Linked DNA regions of Zea mays: region 1 is linked to region 2. The links are chromatin contacts, called in public Hi-C maps. All regions are on one chromosome and are shown on one strand. The core of a region is the stretch at or near the end of the contact, and the rest is flanking DNA. Distances in the headings are between cores, read along the strand shown.

Region 1 (6,904 bases), core at 2,633-5,132, 420 kb after region 2:
CATGTGAACGTATTACTGCCCAATTTAGGAAATCAACGATAGGTCACTGAGAAATGCCTAGACTTGCGATAGTAATTGTGCTTGTTTCAGGGAATGAATGATTGCATTATTGATGTGATACCTTGAATTCAGAAGTTACTCCATCCATTCATAATATGATGTTTAACGCTTCTTTTCTTTTTCGAGAATATATGATTTTTACAACTTCAGAATAATATTCCATTCTTTTGTTATTCCCTTTTGCTTTAATAAATGAATCAATTACCTTATACCTGAACCAGAATAGTTGCATACATGGAAAAATGGAAAACAACATGCATTTCAAAAAATCATAGAATATTAAAGAGAAAAAATATCAGCTAATATAGAATGATTTTATGCAATGACCCCAATAAGCTAGATTGTGTACCACTCGATCCCCACAAACTTCATCACAGAGCAGATTTTAGTAATTATAGTCAATTCAAACAAAACATTTGATCTTGCATAAACTCAATCACCATGGTTAGATGCTAATTATATGTAAGGTAACAGCAGCAATCAGAATGCCAGAGCTATAGTAAATAAGATACAGATATTGTCCAGAAACGATAAGCACAATTTAGAATGGTACTGAGTAAGCAAATAGATAAATGACATTAACAAAAGTAATATGTAAACTATAGTCTGATATATGCTAACTACTATAGATAAAGAACGAAACATTTCGGATGCAATCTTATAAAGAACAGCATTGTGAAACAATATTATCTCAGCAGGCATCACCTAGTAAACTTCAACCCTGATAACATGAAAATACCTACTAAAAGTTGCAAACTCTGTTTAAATTACCTAGCAACGGCAACATCTTTGGCTTCAGATGAGAAAAGCCCAGCAACAGCCTTGGGAACTCCTAAGAAAGGTCCTCCAATATTCATTACAGCTTTAATATGCTTCTCACACCAGTTCGGACCACCACCGCCCCCCATGGGAGGAGGTGCTTCGACCCATTTCATAAAATGCAGAAAATAGAGGACCCCCATGGAGTGTGGGATCACCACCACCCTATTTCCACCATTTGTTGCTACCATGAGTTCAATATTGCTCTTTATTCTGCTCAAAGTTTGATCACGAACCTGTATATAGTAATCTGCGTTACAAATATGGCAATACATTTTATACCAGAACCATTTACACGGTGGGAACTGGGAACTATCACTAAGCATCAAAAGTTCATAACCAAATAGCTAATCCGTGGTGACTTCTGACTAAAATTTACTTGTATAAGGCCATCGAAGAAGAGTACCTCAGTGTTCTGGAAAGATAACCTCCAATCATATGCAGCCATGTACATGGTCTTTTCTTCATATCCAATACGAGCTAAATTGGCAATTAAGACAGCCCAAACAAAATATCCAGGGACGAAATAGTCTGCTGCAACAAGGCCTGTGACTGACCTGACCCTTATTCCAGGTTTGTCTAATCCAGTTTCATTGTCCAACGACATATGTTCAACCCAGCATAGAGGTCTGAAAGAATGAAGATTTGACCAGAAAGAGAAAGTAAGAATCAGTGGCCAAAGAAGAAGTACGCAACTGCCATGGCATAAGATGCTTCGGTTATTTCCCATCTGAGTGCCGTTGACCTTACTGCTAGGGGAAGAATGCAAATACAAGAGGTGCCGATATGCATAACAAGCACATTTGTTCACAGTTCACCACAACTGACTTGATAAAGATATAATGTCAAAATGTGTTGTGAAACCTGTCCTCATGTTTCATAGGACGGCAAATGAAGAACTTCTGAAGTTCAAGATTCATAAATTGTATGTTCTTCACGATGGGCAATTGAGCATAGTAAATTGGATTTCAGCTGAGGAAAAAAAAGTGAAACCATAACCCCTCATTTTCCTGGTAGCCAAAATAATGCCGGGCCCAATGAGGTTTAATGCACTTGAGATTTCAGAATGACAGAATCCAAATATTTGCAACCAATAACAATGATCCAGCCAAAATGTTAGTGCAAATAAGTAACTGTTTAAAATAAACTGTAAGGGCTGGTTTGGGAACCACAATTTCCCAAGGGTTTTTCATTTTCCCATGGGAAATTAGTTCATTTTCCCTTGGGAAACTGAAAATCCCATAGAAAAATGAGGTTGCCAAACTAGCCCTAAGGCATTTCTTTTCCCTGTAGTATACATGGATAGCTCAACAGCACAAGACTAATAAGATCAAAATTCTGGTCGGTACACTTTCCAGAAAGTACATTGCAGGCAACATGGATCTTTCTATAAAAGCAAGACCTGAATGGTAGAACTGCTAGAGGGGACCAAATTGTTTCTGAAACCTTGCTATGCATGCCTAGTACCAGAAAAAAAGCTCCAGCTTTTCATGCAAAATGCAGTTTTCTTCTGAAAGTTTAGAAACTACATGATTTAGAAAAATAACTATTCTTCACGACATAAAAACAGTTCCCATGTGTCCACCTAAACCAAGTAGGATGAGAAAGAATAGTAAAGGGCAAGGAAATAGTACAAGAGAAGTGTTGGTGCTTTATAGTTTCACAAGACACCAGCACCATGCAGGTCCAAAGTGCATATATTGCACACTTCAAGTTCCACACTTCCACTAGTGGTACTAAGAAAATTTTCAGCGCTTTCTAAAAAAACACTGCGTCAAGACAACAGTAAGCCGTTTTTGCTGCTATATTTCAGATCTTGAGAAGCTACATAACTAAAACAGAGATTGGGACCAAACAGGCTGCCAACCTACTCACCAAGCACAAGGCCAAATCAAAGTACAATGAACTTTTGGACCCTTGCATAAAACAAAAAAGATAAATCATAGAGGAATTATCATTGCCGAGATCTCAGTGAGTACCCTGTCACTGAGATAGCTCCGAGTCTCTGAAAAGAAGAATTTCCTGAAAAGACAGCTATAAAGTCTCATAGGAATTAAATTCTTAATGCTTAAATAAAACTATATAAAAGACGAGGTTGATTAGCAATCAGTAACATTTGCGAAACAATACAAGGTAATAACACATAACTATTCCCAGTAACATTAGCAAAACACTGAATCTGCACTTTATAAAGACAATATCAATGACCAAATAAAGTAAACTTAAAGAACATGTGATGTAGGCAACAAACATCCAATTGATAGGTCCAACCAACCAAAGAAACAAATAACCTTTCAAAACCAATCACACTGCAGTTCTAGTTACTGTTAAATTCACGAGGACGACTGTGATTCCGGAAACAAAAAAACAACAACAAAATAGTAGGAGGATAAAGCACCTCTTGTATACGTCACCAAATGTGCCGCCCCATAGCCGCTTGCGGAAGAGACCCTCAGCGCATTGGTGTCCCTCCCATAGCTCGAGGCCCCCGGTGACGATGCCGGGGACAAAGACGACGGGGTGCTTAGCTCGCAGCCCCTCCTTCTGCAGCTTGACCCCGGGCGGGTCCGGGAGCGGCCCCGTGATGGCCTCGGTGACATACTGCGGGAACGAAGCTGGCATCGCGTTGTAGAGAAAGAGCAGCAACCACCAGGCGGAGCACACGCACCCGACCAGCCAGCAGCAGCTGTCCACGCACGACCACTTGGCCTTGGTCCGCCTCGTGGGCTCCTTGGACGGCGGCGCGGAGGACGAGGACGGCTTCTTCCCCTTGTCGTTGTCGTCGTGGTCGGACCCGTCGCCCTCCGAGGGCGGTAGCTGCTGCTGCTTCCGCCGCCGCAGGAGCGACATGGCGCGCGGCGGCGGTGGATCCAAAAGCGGCTAACTGCGCAGGGCCACCTGCATCCCCGGCCGCGGCTGCGGCGGCGGCGCCCGGTAGAAAACCCTAGGCGTCGGAGGAAGCGGGCAGGTCGAGGGGCAGTCGCGGCTTGGCAGCTTCGCGGGGTTCGCGCTTGTCTGAGCCTCTGAGGTCGTGCGAGAGGGAGAGAAGGGTCTGGGGGCACGGGGCACCGCGGCGTCCCAGGTCCACAGCGACCGCTCCCTTGTGCCCGGTGCACGTAGGCGGGTAATACCAATCGACTGGATCGCGAAGCCAGGTGCCCAGGTATGTGCGTCTGATCTCTGATGTAGGGATCAACAACGCCACAAGGCTAGGTGCTAGCGACGAAAACGGCTGTTAAAACCTCTCTCCAGTTTTTATTTCCATATTTTATGACTAAAAAGGATCGGATTTAGAATAGTCAAAAGCGAAAACTAAAAGGAATAAACGGTATAGAAAATGAACGGGAACTGAACTATTAAGCGAAAACTTATACTTTAATGTAAATATGCATTTTATTGATGGCTAAACGGTGACTGACTAACAAGATAATAACGTGAAATAAATAGATACAAAGAGGTAATATTTTTATCGTTGTTTACTTGTTAGTGATGTATATATAACTATGACTGATGTTGTTTGAGTTTTTAGGCACTTTGTCATCGAGGAGAACCAATGGCTAGAATAATATCTCATATTATAATTTGTGACGTAAGTATATGAGACTTTAGCTATTGCACTAGTACATACTGGGCCGATTCTGGATTTTTTATATATAGAATAAATACGGGCTCAAGCCGAATAAAAAGGGATTGTACAAAAATGGATGAGATAGATCATCTTCCATGTTCATCTTATTTTTGATTTTTTTTCTAAATACGAAAATATATGCAGGGGCGACGGCAGAGGGGCAATGTCTCCCCTAATGCTCCCCTAATTCTACAGGATATCTTAGGTTTTTAGCTAATTTTTATGTAAATAGTGTAAAAATGCTTCTAATAGCCCCCTAATCTAATTTGGTCCTCCTAATTTTGAATTCTGGCTTCACCCCTGAATAGATGGGTCAAAATATGGAAATGGTACGAGTTGAGACGACTCATTTCCTAACTCTAGGTGTAGGAAGGCTTCGTGTTTCCGTAAATGGAATACGCGTAACTCTAGAGGTGTAGGAAGGCTTCGTGTTTCCGTACATGGAATACGGTGAGGCGAGGTAGGAGCTGCGAGTTGGCTGGCTCGACTCATGACAGTCCATGGGGCCAGACTGGCACTCAAAGGGTGGTGATAGGAGACCATTTCAGTTACCACCAATACAATTGTGATTCGATCACAATCAGTGTAATGCTGAAACTGAAACGTTCATTTCTCATCGATGAAATTGTTCTTTTCTCATCCATCATAATAGGACTGGAGGGACTCCAAACTTCGGTATCTTATGGCATTTTAACTTTATATATATGTCTTTGCCTTGATTTACTTGGATTAGATTGCGCTTCTTTTATGCGGGTATACATTGTAGTGTAATCCCAGTAGGCCCTACAACTTGTGATTAAAGTTGCAATGGAGAAGAAGCATTTTAGACTTTGGACTGCACTGGTCTCGTATACGAGACATGACCTATTGGTATATAAGGCTATCTCCAGCAGCTTACTCATCATCATCCCTATATTCAAACTCTACTATGCGAACAGTACAATTTACAGTACAAAACAATGTTTTAGATGACCATATGAGTGAACTATTGAAGATGGTCTAAGACATTCGATTTAGGTGTCCGATGTTATTTTTGTTATTTGTTATTTTTAATCAATTGTGTTGCGGGTGTTCGGTTGACTTGTTTGGCAACTTTTATATAGTTAGTGTGTGTGTCTATATGGGTTGTTTTCTCTAATTTGGGATTTCTATGTATTTTTTATCAAAACTTACTGTAGAGAAGTCCTTACATTACTTTTTATTTCAATGAATAAGTATGTACAAGTTATAAATGGGGGACAGGGATACGTCTATAGTGCTTGTATCCACCTCCTAATAGGGTCTGCTAGTGTTCTTTATTATATAGCAGTTCAGAAACATATCCTTTTCGAATGATTTCTAAGTAATTAGAAATGGAGAATTGCCATTTAATGACATACATTTAACGCATTTTACGAAAGTTGTACGCAGCATAGTGCTCCCAGATAGTACCGCCCAATAGCCAAAGGATGACAACCGGACGAGCCGGCTATAAAGAAGGATGCAATTTTTTTTATATCTTTCTCGTTTTTATCTGTAGATTAATATCTGATATATGGGTCATGTTCACTTTAATTTTAGTTTTTTACGGAGTGTGTCGGGGACCATAATTAGGGGTATCCCCAAGACTCCTAATCTCAGCTAGTAACCCCATCAGCACAAAGCTGCAAAGGCCTGATGGGCGCGATTAAGGTCAAGGCTCAGTCCTCTCAAGGGACACGATCTCGCCTCGCCCGAGCCCAGCCTCGGGCAAAGGCAGCCGACCCCGGAGGATTCACGTCTCGCCCGAGGGCCCCCTCAAGCAACGGACACACCTTCGGCTCGCCCGAGGCCCAGTCTTCGCAGAGAAGCAACCTTGGCCAGATCGCCACGCCGACCGACTGTATCGCAGGAGCATTTAATGCAAGGATCGCCTGATACCTTATCCTGACGCGCGCTCTTCAGTCGACAGAGCCGAAGTGACCACAGTCACTTCGCCGCTCCACTGACCGACCTGACAAGAAAACAGCGTCGCCTGCGTCGCTCCGACTGCTGTGCCACTCGACAGAGTGAGGTTGACAGCAGCTAAGTCCAGCCTCGGGCGCCATAGGAAGCTCCGCCTCGCCCGACCCCAGGGTTCGGCCCCCGTCTCGGCCTCGGAAGATGGACTTCGCCTCGCCCGACCCCAGGGCTCGGACTCAACCACAACTCAGAAGACGACGGACTTCGCCTCGCCCGACCCCAGGGCTCGGACACTGCCTCGGCCTCGGAAGACGGTCTCCGCCTCGCCCGACCCCAGGGCTCAGGCTCAACCTCGACGCTGGACGACGAACTCCGCCTCGCCCGACCCCAGGGCTCGGACACAACCTCGGCCTCGGAAGACGGTCTCCGCCTCGCCCGACCCGGGGCTCGGACTCGACCTCGACCTCGGAGGAGCCT
Region 2 (6,905 bases), core at 3,782-6,281:
TGACGAGCATTCAAGCGGGGCGCCGCAGGTGTGCAGCTGCAACCGCAGCTATACTGCGCCGCGTCACGCACGCCGCCCTTCTCCACACTGCAGCACACAGGGTGGCCGGTGGCTGGCAGCAGCCCTGCGAGTCCTGCCTGCAGCGCAGGATGAAGCGCGCTCCTCGAGAACGCATTGAAATCTGAGAGAATTCTCTATTTTGGCCCTAAAAAAGTTCTGGCTCTCTCCTTGAAAAAAAAATGTTCCAGTTTGTTCAGCTCCACTGTATTTTGTCATTCCTGTAGAACATATTCTAAATAATCAACAGATTTTGGTAGTTCAACGAGAAATCAGCTTCCACCCTAGGTTTCACCATATTCCTATCATAATTTATAGCAATATTATGAGTAGTAACTCATATTGGTAAATCTATGCCTCACGAGCAACGACTATTATTATTATTAAAATAGTCTAATTTGAATATCTTCATTTGATGATCTGACCCAAATGATCGTTATCAATTCGACCCAAGCCCAACCAAGGGTATACATAATATGAGATCCATACAACAAGCACAATTTATTTCATCATGTGGCTCTAGGTTTCTAATGCTGCATTAAGGTGTATAAACAAACAAGAGGCTTGATGAATGTTCAAGAAGATGTTTCATGGGCTCGTTTGGCACTTGAATTTTATTATCCGAGAATAATCAGGACAATCTTTTAGTATTTTTTGGGGGAGGTGGTAGTGCCTGAGGTCTTGTTTTATTTTTTTCATGCCTGGTAATGCATAAAATTGGGAACCCTATTTACAACCTTGCTCTCGTTAGCTTTTTGTAAATAGGTTGGTTAGATGCAATAAAATGTGTTATGAATATTTTTGTTGTCACAACATAACTAATACTAATATCTTTGTATACTAGAATGGGGTGAAAATGCTGTTTGGGATAAAGCAAATTTGATGCATTTTTATGACACTTGTAAGAAAGAGGTTCATGTTGGGCATAAGTCATTATGTCATCTTAATAAAGTGGGTTGGCAGAATGTTGAAACAATGTTTCAAGAATTGACCATGAGGAATCTGGAACACTAGTAACTGGAGAATAAATGGGACAGTCTAAAAGGAACATATATAAGTTTCGTGGAATTACAACTATTGCCACTAGAAGTGGATGGAATAAAGAAAACAAATTGTGGAAGCTTCTCATGAATGTTATGTAGAATATATTGTGGTAAATATCACACTATTTGATTAATTGTTCCTGCTTTTGATATTTTGGGTAATAGCTAACTCGACCATTCCACTGTACAAATGTCACGATCCAGCCAATGCAAGGAAATGCAAGCATGTGTAGTTCAAAATAGTATGGATTGGAGAACCTGGAGTTGCATTAGGGGTACCAATCTCATATTTAGATGTTTCGGATATGAGAACCTTTAGGCCATGTTCGGTAGTCGTGGTTATAATCCACAAGTGGAATTAATCCAGACGTGGATTGAGTGGATTCCCTGCCATCACTTTTTCCCTGTGTGGTTTAATTCCCTGTCTCCTTTTTAACTTGTTCGGTTAGCCCATACAACAGTAACAATTCAGCGTCCATATTGTTTCTTTTTCTAAAATAGAAACAATATGTCTCCTCGTCAAAACTAAACAGTTTGACATAGTCTTAAAACAGCGTCATCACAATTCTGACGGAATCAAAACAACAATCGGAAGAGACAAAAACTGATGTTGATGTCGAGACCTCAAAAACAACATTCGGAAGAGACAAAGACTGTTGTACAGAAACAACACTCGAAATCAAAATAACAACAATATATTTGTAGGCTCTAATATTTCATCATCTAAACATCGACGGCTGTAGTAGTCCAACTGGTCTAGACCTTCTCAGCTATTCAGCAACTCTAGCCACATCTAGCCATCATCTTACCATTCGATCTGCATGTGAGCAACAAAGAGTCAGTTTCTGCATCCCAAATATGCCAAGGTTTCATGTTCTTGTTTTTAGATATATTTTGGTGACTGGCTGAACAGTCTAGCCCTGTCTGATTCAACTATCCTAGGATTAGCAGCTATGGTAAAAGGCATGGAACATGTAGCCTAGCAATTTTTTGTAGTTTTGAAACAGCTCTAAACCACTAGTTTGTAATGGCTAGTAATCTGGTAGAAAAGTTGGTTCTCATGATCTCAACTTGTCTACATCTGTTGTTCTCTTTTTAATGCATGCTTGGCATTGTTTAAATTTTCTTTTATACTTCATCCATGACAGCTTTGTTTCCGGTGGTTATTACGCTTCATGGATATGTCTCAGGAGCAAGAACAAGATTAGGTATACTACTGAAACAGGGGGGCAGAAGTGGTGAACCAAGAGTCGATATGTAGTTGCTGCTTGTCCTTTTGTTTGGTTTCTCTTGTCCTTTTGTCTGGTTTCTAAATAGTTTGTCTTCTTCTCTATAGATGGTATTTGCTTCGACATTTAAGGTATCAAAATGTGTATATAAAAATTGAAATTGAATTTGATGAGTATATAAAAACTAAAACTGAATTTGATGAGTATATAAAAACTAAAACTGAATTCGATGAGTATATAAAAACTAAAACTGAATTTGATGAGTATATAAAAACTAAAACTGAATTTGATCAAGTAACAAGTGAATTGCATTACAAGAAAAAGACGTCAATAGTTCATAATACAGAGAAGCGTCATAGAACATGAACAAATAATATCAATATGGTACATGAGTAACATTAATTACTGGCAGTAGCATACAGTAACATGCTGTAGCTAGTAATTTAGTGGGGGAAGGAATGGCCAGGTGATAAAAGAATTAATAGGAGGAAGAAGGATACATTGTCATATATTGCAATAGTAATTAATGGTGATTTATTGCTCCAGGTTTTAAGGATATCCATAGGCAGTCATACATAGGGTGTGTTTGGTTTGGCTTTTGGCTTTGGCTTTTGCCCCCTAAAAGCCAAAAGCCAACCAAAGAGTTGGATCCACGAAGCAGCTTTTTCTAAAAGCCGACTTTCTCGTAGTGCAAAACTGAAAGCACCCCTGGACCTGCTTTTAGTGGCTTTTGGATGGAACTGTGAAAACATATATCAAAGAACTTTTAACGACTTTTAGTGGTTTCCACCAAACGATTTTTAGCTTTTTAACAGCACACAGCCTATAGCAGCTTTTTCCACAGCTCACAGCCCACAGCAACTTTTTCCACAGCCACAGCCCAACCAAACAGACCCATAGAAATCTCACTTGCTGTCAGGTTTTACTAATGGTGAAATATTGCAGTAGTAATAAATGAAGATACAATATCGTCATTGGGTAGGAAGTATCTTTATTGTTGTCTACATATATGAATGATTCATAGGCGTAACTGTATGGAAGAAGCCCCAAGCCTCATCTTCTGCACAGCTGCTTCTTTAACGCAGCTCACATATGGTTCTTTCACGCAGCTGCTTCTTTATTGCACAGATGCAGAGCTGGAGAGGGAGAGCGAGCATCTCCGCTCTTGCCCTCTCACGCAACGCTCGCCGGCGATGGGGCTCCGGCTGCGTAGCCGTTGACTGCGTCAGGCGAAGTTCGTGTGTCGGCGATGGGGATCCTAGATTTGCCCATCGACTATAAATTCTTGGACCCTAGATGCAATAGGAGACACAGAGGAAGAAGAGTACTGGTGAGAAGTCGACTGTCGGAGGAAATCGACGTCGGGGAGAGGAATCTCGCGTCCAAGCCTAGTCGCCGCCGCCTGCTTTACGCCTGTTGCCTTGCGGCTGCTTCGCGTGGGGATATTTTCCACCGCTGAGAGACCGGGCGCCGTTCCAGGTCAGGGGCAACGAAAAAATCATGGACTCGACAGGGGCACCGTTCCAGGCCGAGGGCAACAGGGCTTAACCGAACACCATTTTTTTATGGGTCGGGATTGTTTCCAGGAGGGGGTGATCCACGTGGATCGGGCTGTGATCCCGGCCGGGAAGGGTCTAACCGAACAGGCCCTTATTTGGTGGACTTTGGTGATAGCGAAACAAATCTTACGATATGTATGTTCACCAAGTCAAGTACGAGTTGGTCATGGTATAGAAGATTAGCTCATGTTAAAATGAAACAATCGAATAGATTATTTAGCTCGTGTTGAGCGAGCAAGGAGTACCAAACACATATCGTAGCAAGACTGCAAGAGTATGATGTCAACCATCAAGCCACTTAAGTTGTTCCCCGCGGAGTTGTTTGGACCAAATCATCAATTTGATGGCATGGTAGTGTATTGGATGGTATGAAATTAGCTGAGGTGGAGTATTGTAATTCGTCTAAAGACATGTATAAACATAAGCCCGTACATCGATTTTCATGTACAAGATATAAGTAAGAGATTGCATGATACAATGAGTTGTTTTTAAAATCATTCATATTATAAATGTAGTTTAGAGACAATATATACACAGAAAATCGAGTAGAGGCTGGCTATCCGAGAAGAGAAAGTCTCCTGTATTTTTGTCATTTAGTCTCTAAAGCAATGTTGTACATGTCTTAAAAAGGACTGCAATTTTAGTTACGAGACATGAGTTTGTCTAGATTCGTAGATAGAATTGGCAAGATAATGAAACTTTGGATATTGTAACGTGCTCGTTCTGTAAAAAGAAATGATATTATCATTAGCTGCCACCAGCCGTGAATCTCATACGTTGGGCTGTTGCATCAGGTAGGGTCATTGCTTCTCTGTCGGATGATACGAGTGACCCATCGAGGCCTGTTTTATTAGATCTGAAATCCTCTTCTGAGAAAAGTGGAGCTGCTAAACAGATCCTCGGCGCTCGCCATGATTTCACCGACGCCGCATCATGATGGTTTTGCACTGTTGAGCTCGTCGTCAGCGGAGGCGGACTCGCAAACCACCACCGGAGAAGATTGAGAAGGGTCCAACGGCAACGGCAACGAGACCAAGATCACCATAACGCCGTCCGTGATCCTACTTCCTACCCTACTGTTCCGTCCCACCCCACGGCGGCGTCCCTAGCTTAAACCCCGAACCATGTGGGCCTGGGACCCACGTCGCAGTCAAACAAGGCCCACCTATTAAACCCCAACAGCGTCCTTCCTCCCCTGCTCTCCCGTTTCTCTCTCTCTCTCAACCCCACGCCCCCTTCTCTGCCATTATTGCCCGCGCAGCCATCCTCTCTCTCTCTCCCTCCCGCTCAGTAATCAGTATATGGGGACGTCCTGCTCCTCGCTTCCTCATCCAATCCTCCCACTTCCTCTTCTTCCTCTCATCCTGCTTCCCCTCGCGTGCGCAGACACGAGCGCGCGTGTCCGTCACTCCCGTGCGTGCGATATCCTCCACCCGCCTCAGCCCGCTGTCCCCCTGCTCATCGCCCGATCGCCGCGACTTATACCACCATCAGCCAGCCACCACTCCCTCCTCAACATTCCGCTTCTCTAGTCCCGAACACCGGCCGGCACTCGTTAGGGGGAGGTGTGCCGGTGTGGGAGGTACTCTGCTAGCCGCCAGTACATGTGAGGTCCATGGGGGAGGAGGTGGCGGTGGTGCTGGAGCCCCCACGGCCCAAGTCGCCGCCGAGGTACCCGGACCTGTGCGGCCGCCGCCGGCTGCAGCTGGAGCTGCAGGCCCTCAACCGCGAGATCGACTTCCTCAAGGTGAGGCATCGCCGGCAGGACCGTTCCCTTTCTGTGATTCTGTCTCGTCCCCCTTTGACTTGCCCTAACTAAAAAAAAACTTTCAAAAAAAAAAAAAATCACCACCAGCTGCAGTAAGCATCCGATTCGTCGCGCGCTCTCGTTTTCTAGGAAACATGTGCAGCGTGTAGAAGGGGGGCCAGTACTAGCGTGTGCGTGTGGGGGAGATGCACTAGTTTAATGGCAGGTTGGTGTGCAAAATCTGATCGTTGGAGCACACCACGCCATTTATTTCGTCTTCGTTTGGGGATGAGAGCCTTAAAAATGCGGAGGGATGGAGGGAGGGAGGGCGGCGGATCCCGGCAGCTATTCCCGACGCGCGACAGGCTCGCCCAGCCCAGTTGCCCTCTTCGGGCGTGCCGCGGCTGTACCTCTTGTCCTCTTGGGCCGTGCGGTTCGGTTCCTTGGGAGAAAAGAGGGGACGGGGGCATGGGCAGTGCCGCAGACCGCAGTGGGCAGTGGCACTGGCGCGCTGCCCGTGTCAGAGCTGCGCGTGGAGCGGCGGGTGGGCGTGTCCCCCTTCCGTTCTTGCTCCGCGGACACGCACACGGCATGGCGTTCCTTCGTCAGGCACTAGCGCTATCATGAGTGTTCGTGCAGCAGAGGCAAAGGTGGTGCGCTGCACGGTGCACCGTACAGTACAGTACATGTACTACTGGTGTTTATGGGCTGGGCTGCCACAGTTTTGGGGCTTTCTATGTTCTGGACTAGATTTTGTGTTTTTTTTAATCAAGGGAAACGAGTGTCCTTTTGACGCCGTGCTCTGCTTTAAGGAGCAGATTTGCGACGCTATCCAGGTGAGTAAAGCACTTCATTTAATCTTTACTGGTCAAGTGTGCTTTGGTCTTCTTTTTATTTATATGATGTCCAAAGCACTGGAGGTAGCTGCAGGTGCAGTCAGTGAATGCCATGAATATAAACAGGCTAGTGGATTGATGGTTTCAGTGTTCGCCACCGTAAAATTTATTTTTCCCACAGAACATTTTTAGTTAAACTGTCCTCATTCTCTTTTGAAAATGCCCCGCACAACGAGTCTACACATCAGATATTGTTGGTTTGGGGCAAATAACAAATAGCTATGCATAATTCCAAATATTTAGCGTTCCTTTCACATTATTTCTCATGGGTGATCAGGCTTACAGTCTGCAACCATGTTTCCTTGGTACCACTTTCACGAGTAGCATACGTCCAAAAAAAAATCGTGTAAAATAGTGGATTTGCACGGTATATT

Evidence for each region. A called contact is a pair of places that touch in the nucleus more often than the background predicts.
Region 1: a Hi-C map of endosperm shows a contact between it and region 2, with 2.6 times the contacts expected there. The contact joins the promoter of LOC100273525 here to the promoter of LOC103647464 in region 2. A contact is called at or near these places in 2 of 25 Hi-C or Micro-C datasets (ear and endosperm).

Annotation. Positions count from the first base shown.
Region 1 is chr2:189,820,195-189,827,098 of Zm-B73-REFERENCE-NAM-5.0, forward strand. LOC100273525 reads right to left here and starts at 3,883. Exons shown (of 6, transcript NM_001147943.1): 1 at 3,278-3,883; 2 at 1,286-1,508; 3 at 832-1,115. The coding sequence starts at 3,729.
Region 2 is chr2:189,396,960-189,403,864 of Zm-B73-REFERENCE-NAM-5.0, forward strand. LOC103647464 (keratin-associated protein 5-4) reads left to right here and starts at 5,032. Exons shown (of 5, transcript XM_008672002.4): 1 at 5,032-5,635. The coding sequence starts at 5,504.